Regions from separate parts of the Hordeum vulgare genome. Here regions 1 and 2 are each linked to region 3. The links are chromatin contacts, called in public Hi-C maps. All regions are on one chromosome and are shown on one strand. Each heading gives the region's core, a stretch centred on a gene start, on an enhancer-like site or on the middle of the called end of the contact. The rest is flanking DNA. Distances are from core to core; before and after follow the strand shown. Region 1 holds the start of LOC123440818 (lysophospholipid acyltransferase LPEAT1-like). Region 2 holds the start of LOC123440783 (receptor-like protein kinase FERONIA). Region 3 holds the start of LOC123440794 (protein DEHYDRATION-INDUCED 19 homolog 2).

Region 1 (3,478 bases), core at 291-2,790, 150 kb after region 3:
TGTGGCGGCAACAGATGAAGTAGAACAGTTGGCGCCACTTGGAGTAGTTGCCGGTCTCCATCTCGAGCTTGCGGGAAAAATGGTGAGAGATGGAGGCAGGGAGGCTGTTGGCGGTGGAGGGGCCGGCATTGGGTGTGGTGGCGCCTGGGGCGCCGAGGGTGAGGTGCGGGACCAGCTCGTTGCCGGCGGTACGCAGGGCCACCGGGGGAGGGACGAGCTCGCTGCCGGCGGTGCGCAGGGCCACCGCGGGAGGACGAAGGAGGGCGGCGCTGGGGGCGGCGGGCGGCCCGGGGGTTGAGGAAGAGGGCTCGGCAAGGGGCTGCTTGCCCCGATCGGTGGTGGGAGGAGCGCGAGCGGGGATGGGGGCTGGAGGTGTGGCGAGGCTAGCCGAGCGGGTGGCAGCAGGAGGAGTGTGAAGATCAGCTGAGCGAGTGCGGCGTAGGAGATGATTCATGGCGGAAGCGGAGGATCAAAGGCTCTGATACCAAGTTAAATAATGGAGCAATCACCACACATTGTATTCCATCCCTCAAGGGGTATATATATACAGTTACAGAGAGGTGAGGGAATCGTGGGGGAGAGCCACAACGGACGTGAGCCGGGCATGCAGCGCATGCGGTCGTGGAGGAGAAGGACTCGGGCAGGCCGTTAGCCACGCCGTGGGGATCCTGATGACGTGTTCCAACATTATTGACCTTATATTTCAAACATATTTGAGAAGTGTCGATAGAAACAAAATAAAGTGTTTAGTTATTTTTGATCAGACAATAACGGAACAGACTTTTTAAGTGTATAGGAAACCCGTTTGTAGATGCTCTTAGTCATTCTATGCCGGTGTTAATTTTTACTTCCCGACTAAATCGCAGATTATTTGCACCAGTACACAACCTACCAAAAGTTAATCATATTTTGATTGAGATTATTCAAGAGCATCTTCTACTATCTTTCCTACTAATAAAACAAATGAAAAAGGGTGAGATGATGTTAACAGGACGGCATGAATCGAAGAATCATAGTGGTGAACACCAAATTATAGAAAAACATTCGATTTAGCTAAATCACATCTAAATGCGTTCTAAGTATAATAAACTTGAATTCTATGACTTTAATTTTACGTGAAGATTAATGTAGTGTTTATTTTTTATTTTTTATGTTTAAATTAAACCATTTAGATATGCAATAATAATGACACATTTAGATGCACCCTAAACAGACACAAACAATATGTCTTTTTTACCTTTTTTTCGGGTGAATATAAGTTGTTTACTGATGCCATATAAAAAGCGAACATGTATAATAAGATTTTTTTTTTTTTCTGTTTACTTCGTACTCATGTCAGTTCCAGTATAATCCACCAAGCCTTCGAGAAACGCCAGAGCAATCCAATAAACCGTTCAACATGTAAAAAGAATAATAATCCAGAAAACAGAAGCTGGTTCGCCGTCACGGATTGGATCGAAACGGACGCGTGGTGGATTCTGTCATTGCAGCCGACCGCACGTCAACATTTGCGTGTATTTTGTTGAGCTTGGCCAGGCTAGTTCGAGTCGTCCACGCAAAGTCGTAGTGCTCCCGCAGGTCCTGAGCCGTCCGATCCAGATCCCACGCTCTTTCTCCCGTCCCCCCCCCCCCCCCCCCCCCATCCCCGCCCCGCCGTGGTCCTCCTCCGCCTCCTCCCCGGCCCACGACCGACCAGTCGACCGCCATCAATCTCTTCCCATCCCCACCTCCACCTCCACCTCGGTGCTTCTCTCCCCGTCATGCAGACCTAGGTCTAGGTGCTAAGGCTACCGCTAGCGCTAGGTCTAAGCTTCTCCCTCCGTCTCCGCCACCATGGCCGTCGACGCCGCCACCGCGCCCTCCGAGCTCGGCAGCAGCATCCGCGGCGAGGGGGAGGTCGCAGCCAAGCCGCGCCCCTCCGCGGCTGCACCGGCGGCGCAGGAGAGCCTCGCGGAGCTGGACCGGAGGTACGCTCCGTACGCGCGGCGGGACGCGTACGGCCCGATGGGCCGCGGCCCCCTCGGGGCGGCGGAGGCGGCGCGGACGGCCGTGGCCGCGGCCGTGCTCCTCCCGCTCCGGGTCGTGGCCGGCGTGCTCGTGCTCGTCGCCTACTACCTCGTGTGCCGCGTGTGCACGCTGTGGGTGGAGGAGGAGCGGGCGGGGGGCGAGGGCGAGGGGTACGCGCGGCTCCAGGGATGGAGGCGGGCGTGCGTCGTGCGGTGCGGCCGCGCTCTCTCACGTGCCATGCTCTTCGTCTTTGGCTTCTACTGGATCCGCGAGCACGACCGCCGCTTCCGTGATGCCGAGGTAGCAATTGTGAACTAGTACTTCCTATTTTCTAGTATTTCTGTATGCAAGGCGCAGCCCAGCGTGCCTACTACCTGTTGCCTGCTTGCTTGATACCTCTGCAATGGTAGAACTGGATGCTGTGAGAGCTCGTTATGTGTGGGACCTAGTTGTTCATGGAATCATGGTTGTGGTGCTTGTCTAGTCTGACGGAGTTGGAAATACACATTTCGGGGAACGTCTCTGCTGCGTGCTGCCTATCTGAGGAGAGCATGTCTTGTTGAGTCCTAGCAGGTAGATTGGTGTTCCCTTGCGGCTAACTTGAACCCCCGGCTTCCTTGGACTGGATCAAAATGTAGCATATGCACTTGCTTAAATTTGATCAGTGCATATGCCCATCCTGTAAGCCTAGCATGCCTTCATCAATATACTTTGTGAATACTTGCTTGCTGTTTACACTCATGAATGATGCATGAGGATTATTCCTTCTGGTGCAAATGTTTGCACTATTGGAGAACTATTGGTGATCATGGGGTTAAAATCCGTAGATCAAATAATAGGATGCAACTATACTGTGTTGAACCTGTTTGTTATTTAAGGTAGTATTCACTCATAGCTTTGTTCAAGGTCCTCTGTCATCTTCCCAGCAAGCGAAAATAAGACCGTTCGAGATAGTGAAACATTTTCCTGTATCCCACTTTATCTCCAGACAGTTATGTGCAAGCAGACGTGGTGGCGTCGGCCACTCAGGCGAGGGCATAGCAGTTTTTGACTTTGTACAGCTCTTCCCTTTTTAGGCCTTGGGTTTGTTTTGATTTGTTGTGCTTTTCTTTTCCGTGTCAGGCCACTTGGCCTTATGTCTCTTGCACCTTCTTGATGTTTCTTCTAACACAAAATGACGCATGTTTGAGAAAAAAGAAGTGACACATTACCTTTTTAGTCAGTGAACTATGAATTTGAACTAATGTTTAGTGTTCATTCTGAATTACATACGCCCAGTGGCGGAGCTTGCCAAAAATTGTTTGGCGGGCCAAGGTGGCCCATGCTGAAGAAAACACTTTTTTCTCTCTCTCAAAAGGCCCAAATTTACCTATACTCTTTAATGTTTTGGCTATATAATGGGCGGGCCATGGCCCATCTGGCCTTGCTTAAGCTCCGCCAGTGCATACGCCATATTAAATTTGTTCCCTAT
Region 2 (3,338 bases), core at 825-3,324, 240 kb before region 3:
TCATCTCGTTCTTGTCCTCACAGTAACCAATCAGCGACACAAGATGGCGGTGGCGGAGCTTTGACAGCATTTCAATTTCAGTCTGGAACTCATGTATACCCTGCTCAGACAAGGGATTGCCACGCTTGATAGCCACCTTAGTTGTGCCCCCATCGATCTCTCCCTGGTAAACTTTACCGAACCCACCAACACCAAGGATCCGTGACTCGTCAAAGTTCTTCGTTGCAGCCTTGATCTCTGCAAAGGAGAAATGGCGGCATAGGTTCGATGGCAAAGATGAAGCAATACTCCCAGTAGCATGCGACTTGTCTGAGCTTGAAGTGTGTGAATTGCCATACAGCGACAACGGCAGCCAACCAGAATGGCCATCACTCATGCCGGTATCCTTGGCCGTTTTCCTCCGCCTCTTGCAAATGAGGCAGCAATATCCAAGTGCAAGCAGTGCCAAACCTCCAATTACTCCACCAGCAATAGGCCCGACTAGTGAGCTCTTCTTTCCTTGCCCGGTATGCACCGGTGGATCAGCACTTGGGACAGGGTTGGGCCCCGCGAGGCTCCCATTACTAAGTTGCAGCTTGAACACCTCCAGCCCATTGAGAATGGCATCATAGTACTGTGGCTTGTTCCCTGTATCCGGATGTAGAGCCACCCAGAAATCCATAATCCCTGAACCCACGGTGCTGACCACATAGTCCTTGTACACTGGAGTACCAATACTTTTGGGATCCACCCACTGGATCACATCAGCCCCTGTCTGGGCAGTCTGGTTGTTGAGGTAGATGTTGAACACCCGCTGATTGGGCAGCGTAATTGGGGATTGTATCTCACAGAAATGGAGCCTCACAAGGTATGTGAACCCAGCATCCACCTGCACTATCCAGGTGAGATTGTAGGCCAAGTTCACATCCTTGTCAGGCCCCATTGATCGCGCCGTGGCATAGACATCCAGAGGCGCCACATATCCCGGCACATTGTCGGGGTAGGTGATTGTGATATTGGGATCGTTCGGGTAGGATACCCCAGCCCCTGCACCGTAAATGTAAGGCGTGTCGTCGTCCCACGACCGAGCCCCGCCGGAGTCCTTGGAGGGGGAGATCGCCTGGCCTCCGACGTTGAGCCGGTACATGGTCTGCAGAGCAGCACCGGGATCCATCGGGAATGGCTGGTTGTTGGCGTCGCCGGTGACGAAGAAGGGTGTGGCGAGGTCAAAGAGATCTGGGGAGGAGACGACCTCGATGCCGTTGATGAAGGCGTAGGCGTTGCGGCGGGCCTTCTCCGGGGTGAAGGTGAGGTCGAGGGTCGGGCCGGTGACGTTGACGGAGAACTCCCGGACGATGTAGGCGAAGTTGAGCGCCGTTGTGGTCTGGTAGGCGCTGAAGTTGGAGAGGAGCGTGACCTTGGCGGCCGGGACGGAGACGGAGAAGAAGGCGTCGGCGGCGTTCCGGTCGGAGTAGTTGGCCGGGTAGAAGTGCAGGCGGAGGAACTTGCGGCCGGGGCCGAGCGGGAAGGAGTAGGTGAAGGGCGCCGCGGAGACCCGCGCGGTGAGGTAGGGCACCTGCGGCACCGAGGGGTCCTGCGCCCCCGCGGCGGCCGAGGCGAGGTTCGGCGGCGCGTACTTGGAGCCGGCGTCGCCGGCCCACTGCCGGCCGTCCGTGTCGTCCCCCTTCCCCGTGGCGCCGCAGTCGAGCAGGATGTCGTCCCGCGGCACGAACGGGGCCGCGGGCGCGGGCGCGTCGCCCCCTCCCTGCGCCCACGCCGCGGGGACGAGCGCCGCGCAAGCGGCGAGGAGCAGCAGGAGGAGCGCGCATCTCGGGCCTCCTCTCATGGCGCGAGCTGCGTGTAGCTCTGCGTTAGCTCGCGGCTCACAGATCGCCCATCAAACGGCTCTCCCGGCGCCGATCTGGGGCAGATTTGCGTGCGGGTGCGGGAGATGGCGGCCGCGGTGGTGGTGGGGAGGAGAGAGGGGTCGAGGAAGAAGGTGGGAGTGGTTTCGGGGACTACGGGCGCGGCATTAAGCGGGGGGGGTCAGTGGTGGAGGACGCGGTGGCCAGCCAGCAGGGGGCGCGGCTGAGGAAGGCTGCTGCCGCTGCCAAATGCAAGCTGTGAGCCAGCCGAGCCAACACGGAACGGGGCAACGGGGCGAGGGGACCCACCAGCGACGGGGTCGGCGCAATCAGTGCCGAGAGAAAGCGAGAGGGCGACGCGGCGGGAGGAGGAGGGCAGGTGTGGGCCCCGCTAACATGGGTTAGGGGTCGCGACGTGCACCGTCTCGTCAAGAGATCCCGGTCATTTTGACGGTTTGACCTGCGCAGCGCCTGCGTTCCCATCTCGACTGTCAAGATGATGACAATGACCCTTTTTCTTGTAAAGGTACGTATTTCCTATTTATTCGTAAAGGTAATTTTTACTGCAATGTAGTCATTGAAAGGACATAAGGGCATAAACTATGGAGGCGCTAGAATGTTGTGGTTTCAACCTTCACGCATGAAAAAAAACTGCGGGGCCATCGTATGAATAGTTTCTGTCCAACCGAAGCAGCATCACCTCGGGTGCCCCACGTCCTTTCCCGCTTGTGCCTTTTCCAGTTCTACCGCCGTCTTCCCGTTCTCTTTCGCTCTTTCCTTTCTTTTTTTTACCTTTCTAACACTTTATTACGGTGAGGAAGCAGCCTCTTCTGCAAGATCCCGTCTCGATCTGCAAGCATCAGTCTTTTTCCCTTTCTCCTCCACGTCAGCAGGTCCTCCAACGTGGATCAACGGGGCAGCGGTCCAAGCTGGAGCGTTGGTCATGCCCTAAGAGCAATTTTAATGGGGCGATTCATTTTATCCGTTGGCGTTCGTTGGATTTTTTCACGATTTTGACCCATGGGATGAAAGTATTTCACGGAATGAACTCTGATTGAAACCATTTCACGATCCGACCTTTTTTGAAACGCCAGAGCCCGTGGCGTTGCAGACGTACATAGAAACGCCAGTCTAATGTGGCGTTGCAGACCCACTCAAACGCCAGTCTAATGTGGCGTTGCAGGCCACGAGTGAAACGCCATGGTCCATGGCGTTTCAATAACACACATGTTGCTGGCAGCATGCCGTGGGTTGGCTGGATGTCGTCGCTGCGTCCATAGTGGGTCTGCAACGCCAGCACTGTTGGCGTTTCACAATCGGCCTGCAACGCCACATTAGACTGGCGTTGCAACAAAAAAAAACGCCACGGTAGACAGGCGTGTCACTGTAGGGCAGCAACGCCAACACTGTTGACGTTTCACAGTGGGTCTGCAACGCCACGGTAGACTGGCGTTGCAAAAAAAAAAAACGTCACGGTAGACAGGCGTATCACTG
Region 3 (3,427 bases), core at 348-2,847:
CGCCCACTCCACTCCACGTGCCTCCTCGGGACCGACACCAAAACCCTAGCTTTCTCCCCCGTCCCTCGAGGTCTCCGGCCACCGACAACAATGGGGTGGTGGAGCACCGACGGCAATAGGAAGGGGCGCATGACCACGAGGCTGGGTCTTCGTCCGGCGGCCGCCGCGCCGCGAGCGAGCCACGCCGTTCTCCTCCTCTGCCACGGCGTGCTCCGGTAGCCTTCTCCATTGCCCCTCCGGGCGCCCCAGCGCGCTCCCGGCAGTACGTCCATGCGGATGTGTGCCGCCGCTATTGGGATACAAGGACGCCGCTCCCCTGGATCGACATCCACTTGCCGAACAACTGGCACCCGTCCGCCGATCGGGTGCCGATCCCGCCGGTGCCAATGAGCGACCGTGCCCGCCGCGACGAGATCCAACGCCGCCGCCGCCTCCCCGATGACCTCTACTACGACCCGAGGTACACCGTGGATTCCCCCTGTGGGGCACTTGGTTCCGTGATGAGCACGACGTGCGGCGCACGTCCTATTTTGCCGGCGAACACAACAGCCCGCGGCGGGCACATACAGAGCGCCGTGCGCGCCCTCCGAGCCCTTCCCAGGTGCGCGGGCGTACGTGGGTGCGCGGCCTGACGCCCTCCCCGTCGCCGTCGCCCTCTCCGTCGCCACCACCACCTCCCCGCATGACCGAAGAGGAGGAGGCCCGACTCGTCCAGCGTGTCATGGAAGATTCCATGAACACGTACGATGAGCGCGAGTGGGTGGGGCCAGAGGAGATGATGGCCCTCTCTGCGGACGGCGACATGGCCATCCCGGCGGAGCAGCCCGTGACGGTGAAGGAGGTGCACGAGGAGCAGCCAGTGGACGCGTTCCCTCCGAATCTGGTGGCCGAGCGCTCTTCGTGGTCGTGCACGACCACGGAGATGGCTGAGGGAGTGGGAGCTGAGCCTTGGTGTCCCAAGCCGTTGCGGTCACCGGAGCGCAAGTCATCGCCGCGCGGGGAGGTGGTGCAGGCGTCGCCAGCGCCGCCAACCTTCCAGGGGCCGTCGGCCCACCTCTGGATGATGCCGCCTGACATCAACCTCACTGGCGACGATGAAGACAACGACGACGCCTGAAGACGGCGACGGGCACGACAGCAGCGCGGGACGACACATTTTATCAGTTTTTTTAAATTATGTTAATTAAGGACTGTGGGTCGAGGGGCCGTTAAACAATGTTTTTATTAATGTATGCGTTCTATTTATATTTTTCTCGCATTTTTTGTTTGTTCTATTTTTTTTAAATGCATGTCCGTCCTGTATGATTTGGGGTGCGGTCACGCGTTGGACACAACAACCCGGCCACGGACCGATCTAAACATGTACAACCCTATTGTCGTACCAAACGGACAGAATCCGGACCAAACGGACGTTCGGATGGGGTCGCGCTAGAGTTGGCGTGAGTGAGAAGCATCTCACCAAAAACATACACCACTGACAGCGACGGCCCACCCTGCAAATAGCAGTGACTCACCGTAGACCAAGTGCAGGCAACCACTACCCACCACCCTCCTCCCACCTTTCCGTCCCCATAATTCCTTCCTTCCAATCACTCACACGCACCGACCCACACCCGAGCAAACGGCCAACAGACACCGCACGCTCGCTCGCTCGCGCGCACACCCAAGCAGTGGAAAGAGGAGAGCGGACAGAAAAGAAAAGCCTGGAAAGCCAAAAGAAATCCACCAAACACCTCCGGAAAGGGGAAAGGAGAGAGAGAGGCGAGGCTAGGGTTTCGTCGTCCAATCCCGCCATGGATTCCGGCGACGCGTGGGGCCGCTCCTCCTCCACCTCCTCCTCCGCCGCCGCCGCCGCAGCCGCGAGGCGCCTGCAGTCCCGCTACGGTAACGATCCATCGATCGATCGGCTGGTTTCGTCTTTCTTTGGTTCGGCGTTTGGGGCTGATGCGCGATTGGCTACGGTGGCTCGCCAGATCTGTACATGGGGTTTGACGACGCGGACGCCGGCGGGGACGAGGTGGAGGCGCGCGGGGCGGAGGCCTACAACTGCCCCTTTTGCGGCGAGGATTTCGATTTCGTAGGCCTCTGCTGCCACATCGACGACGAGCACGCCGTCGAGGCCAAGAGCGGGGTATGCCGCCTCGCCCTATCTTCTAATTCGCCTTCTTGCGATTCGCTCCGTCGGGTCCCGTTTGAGCCTTAGAGATAATTTAGCCGAAATGGGACGTTTTACGCCAAATACTGTTAGGGATGTGTCGCGCTTGAGGACGGAAATGTTGATAATGGTGCAATTAAGGAACCCCTACGTTCTAGTGCTTGGGAAAATCCATTGTTCTTGTAATTTTGGTATGGGATAGGTTTATTGCTTTGCAGATTGCTCAAGAGATGAGATTCTTGAATGTTCTGCTGGAGAATTCTTGTTTGTCTTCGGTAGTTCGCGACGGAAATGTAGAGATCACGTTCCCTTTTGGGTGATTGCGTTGGAACATTTTAGGAACCAGCTCCTTTGAAGGAGAGCCTTTTTATGGTGGCGCTGGTTGAAAATGCGGGAAGTGGTGGCCTCTGGCGTTCCTACAGGAGTCTTTATGTGCTGGACTCTTAGTGATTATGATTCTTGGGAAGTACCGTCGTTCTGAATTTTGAAATTCACATGGGTTCTTTTATCTGTTGTGTTAGCTAAATATTTGTTTTCCTTTGGTCAGTTTGGTTTTTGGAATGTAGTTCCCTTGGGTTAGAGGAGTATTAGATATTGTTAATTCTAGAGTGAAAGCGTTGCAACTAGCTGCAACAGTTTTGTGTTATGGCTGGTAAATAAGATTGGCTGTACACAGTGGCGAGTCTAGGATGAAAGTGGAGTATATGCTCAAAGCTTTAGACACTAATCTGAATGGAGGAAATAAAAGTCAAATGTAGGTTTGTTGATTTAAATTTTAGACTGTGCATCAAATAATCATGACATCAGTGAAATTCCTCACTTCATTTAATATTAGCGATGAAAGTGTGAAGCGGTAACTTCTGAACAATAACCATCAACTGTGATAAAATTCTTAGCATATAGCTCAATCGGTCTAAAATATAAGCTGTGCATATATCTTTGACCAACCAGTTAAAAAATGTGGATTATCTGATACAAAAGAGGTGTTATTTAAAAGTTCATTTCAACACGAATCCAACGATGTCAATTTTGAATCACACAATCCATATATTATTGATGTATTAAAATCGTGATCAAAGATAATCTTGAGAAATGGCTATATTTTAGGCCGAAAGAACTATCTCAGCTAGTTAAATATATTTATTAGTACTGAATGTTGAAAGAAAAGAACTACATGGTCTCTGGTTACCAACATGTTGTGCGACACGAGACGACAAGAGAGGGGTTCGACAACAAGCTACCTAGCTGGGCCATAGGCATTAAGGCCCAAGT

Evidence for each region. A called contact is a pair of places that touch in the nucleus more often than the background predicts.
Region 1: a Hi-C map of seedling shows a contact between it and region 3, with 3 times the contacts expected there. The contact joins the promoter of LOC123440818 here to the promoter of LOC123440794 in region 3. A contact is called at or near these places in 4 of 6 Hi-C or Micro-C datasets (leaf and seedling).
Region 2: a Hi-C map of seedling shows a contact between it and region 3, with 4 times the contacts expected there. The contact joins the promoter of LOC123440783 here to the promoter of LOC123440794 in region 3. A contact is called at or near these places in 4 of 6 Hi-C or Micro-C datasets (leaf and seedling) and 1 of 1 datasets of contacts at active chromatin or transcription factors (embryo).

Annotation. Positions count from the first base shown.
Region 1 is chr1H:407,198,396-407,201,873 of MorexV3_pseudomolecules_assembly, forward strand. LOC123440818 (lysophospholipid acyltransferase LPEAT1-like) reads left to right here and starts at 1,541. Exons shown (of 8, transcript XM_045117368.1): 1 at 1,541-2,307. The coding sequence starts at 1,834.
Region 2 is chr1H:406,802,345-406,805,682 of MorexV3_pseudomolecules_assembly, forward strand. It overlaps LOC123440783 (receptor-like protein kinase FERONIA), which reads right to left and starts at 2,075. Exons shown (of 1, transcript XM_045117334.1): 1 at 1-2,075. The coding sequence starts at 1,825.
Region 3 is chr1H:407,047,246-407,050,672 of MorexV3_pseudomolecules_assembly, forward strand. LOC123440794 (protein DEHYDRATION-INDUCED 19 homolog 2) reads left to right here and starts at 1,598. Exons shown (of 5, transcript XM_045117350.1): 1 at 1,598-1,884; 2 at 1,974-2,131. The coding sequence starts at 1,794.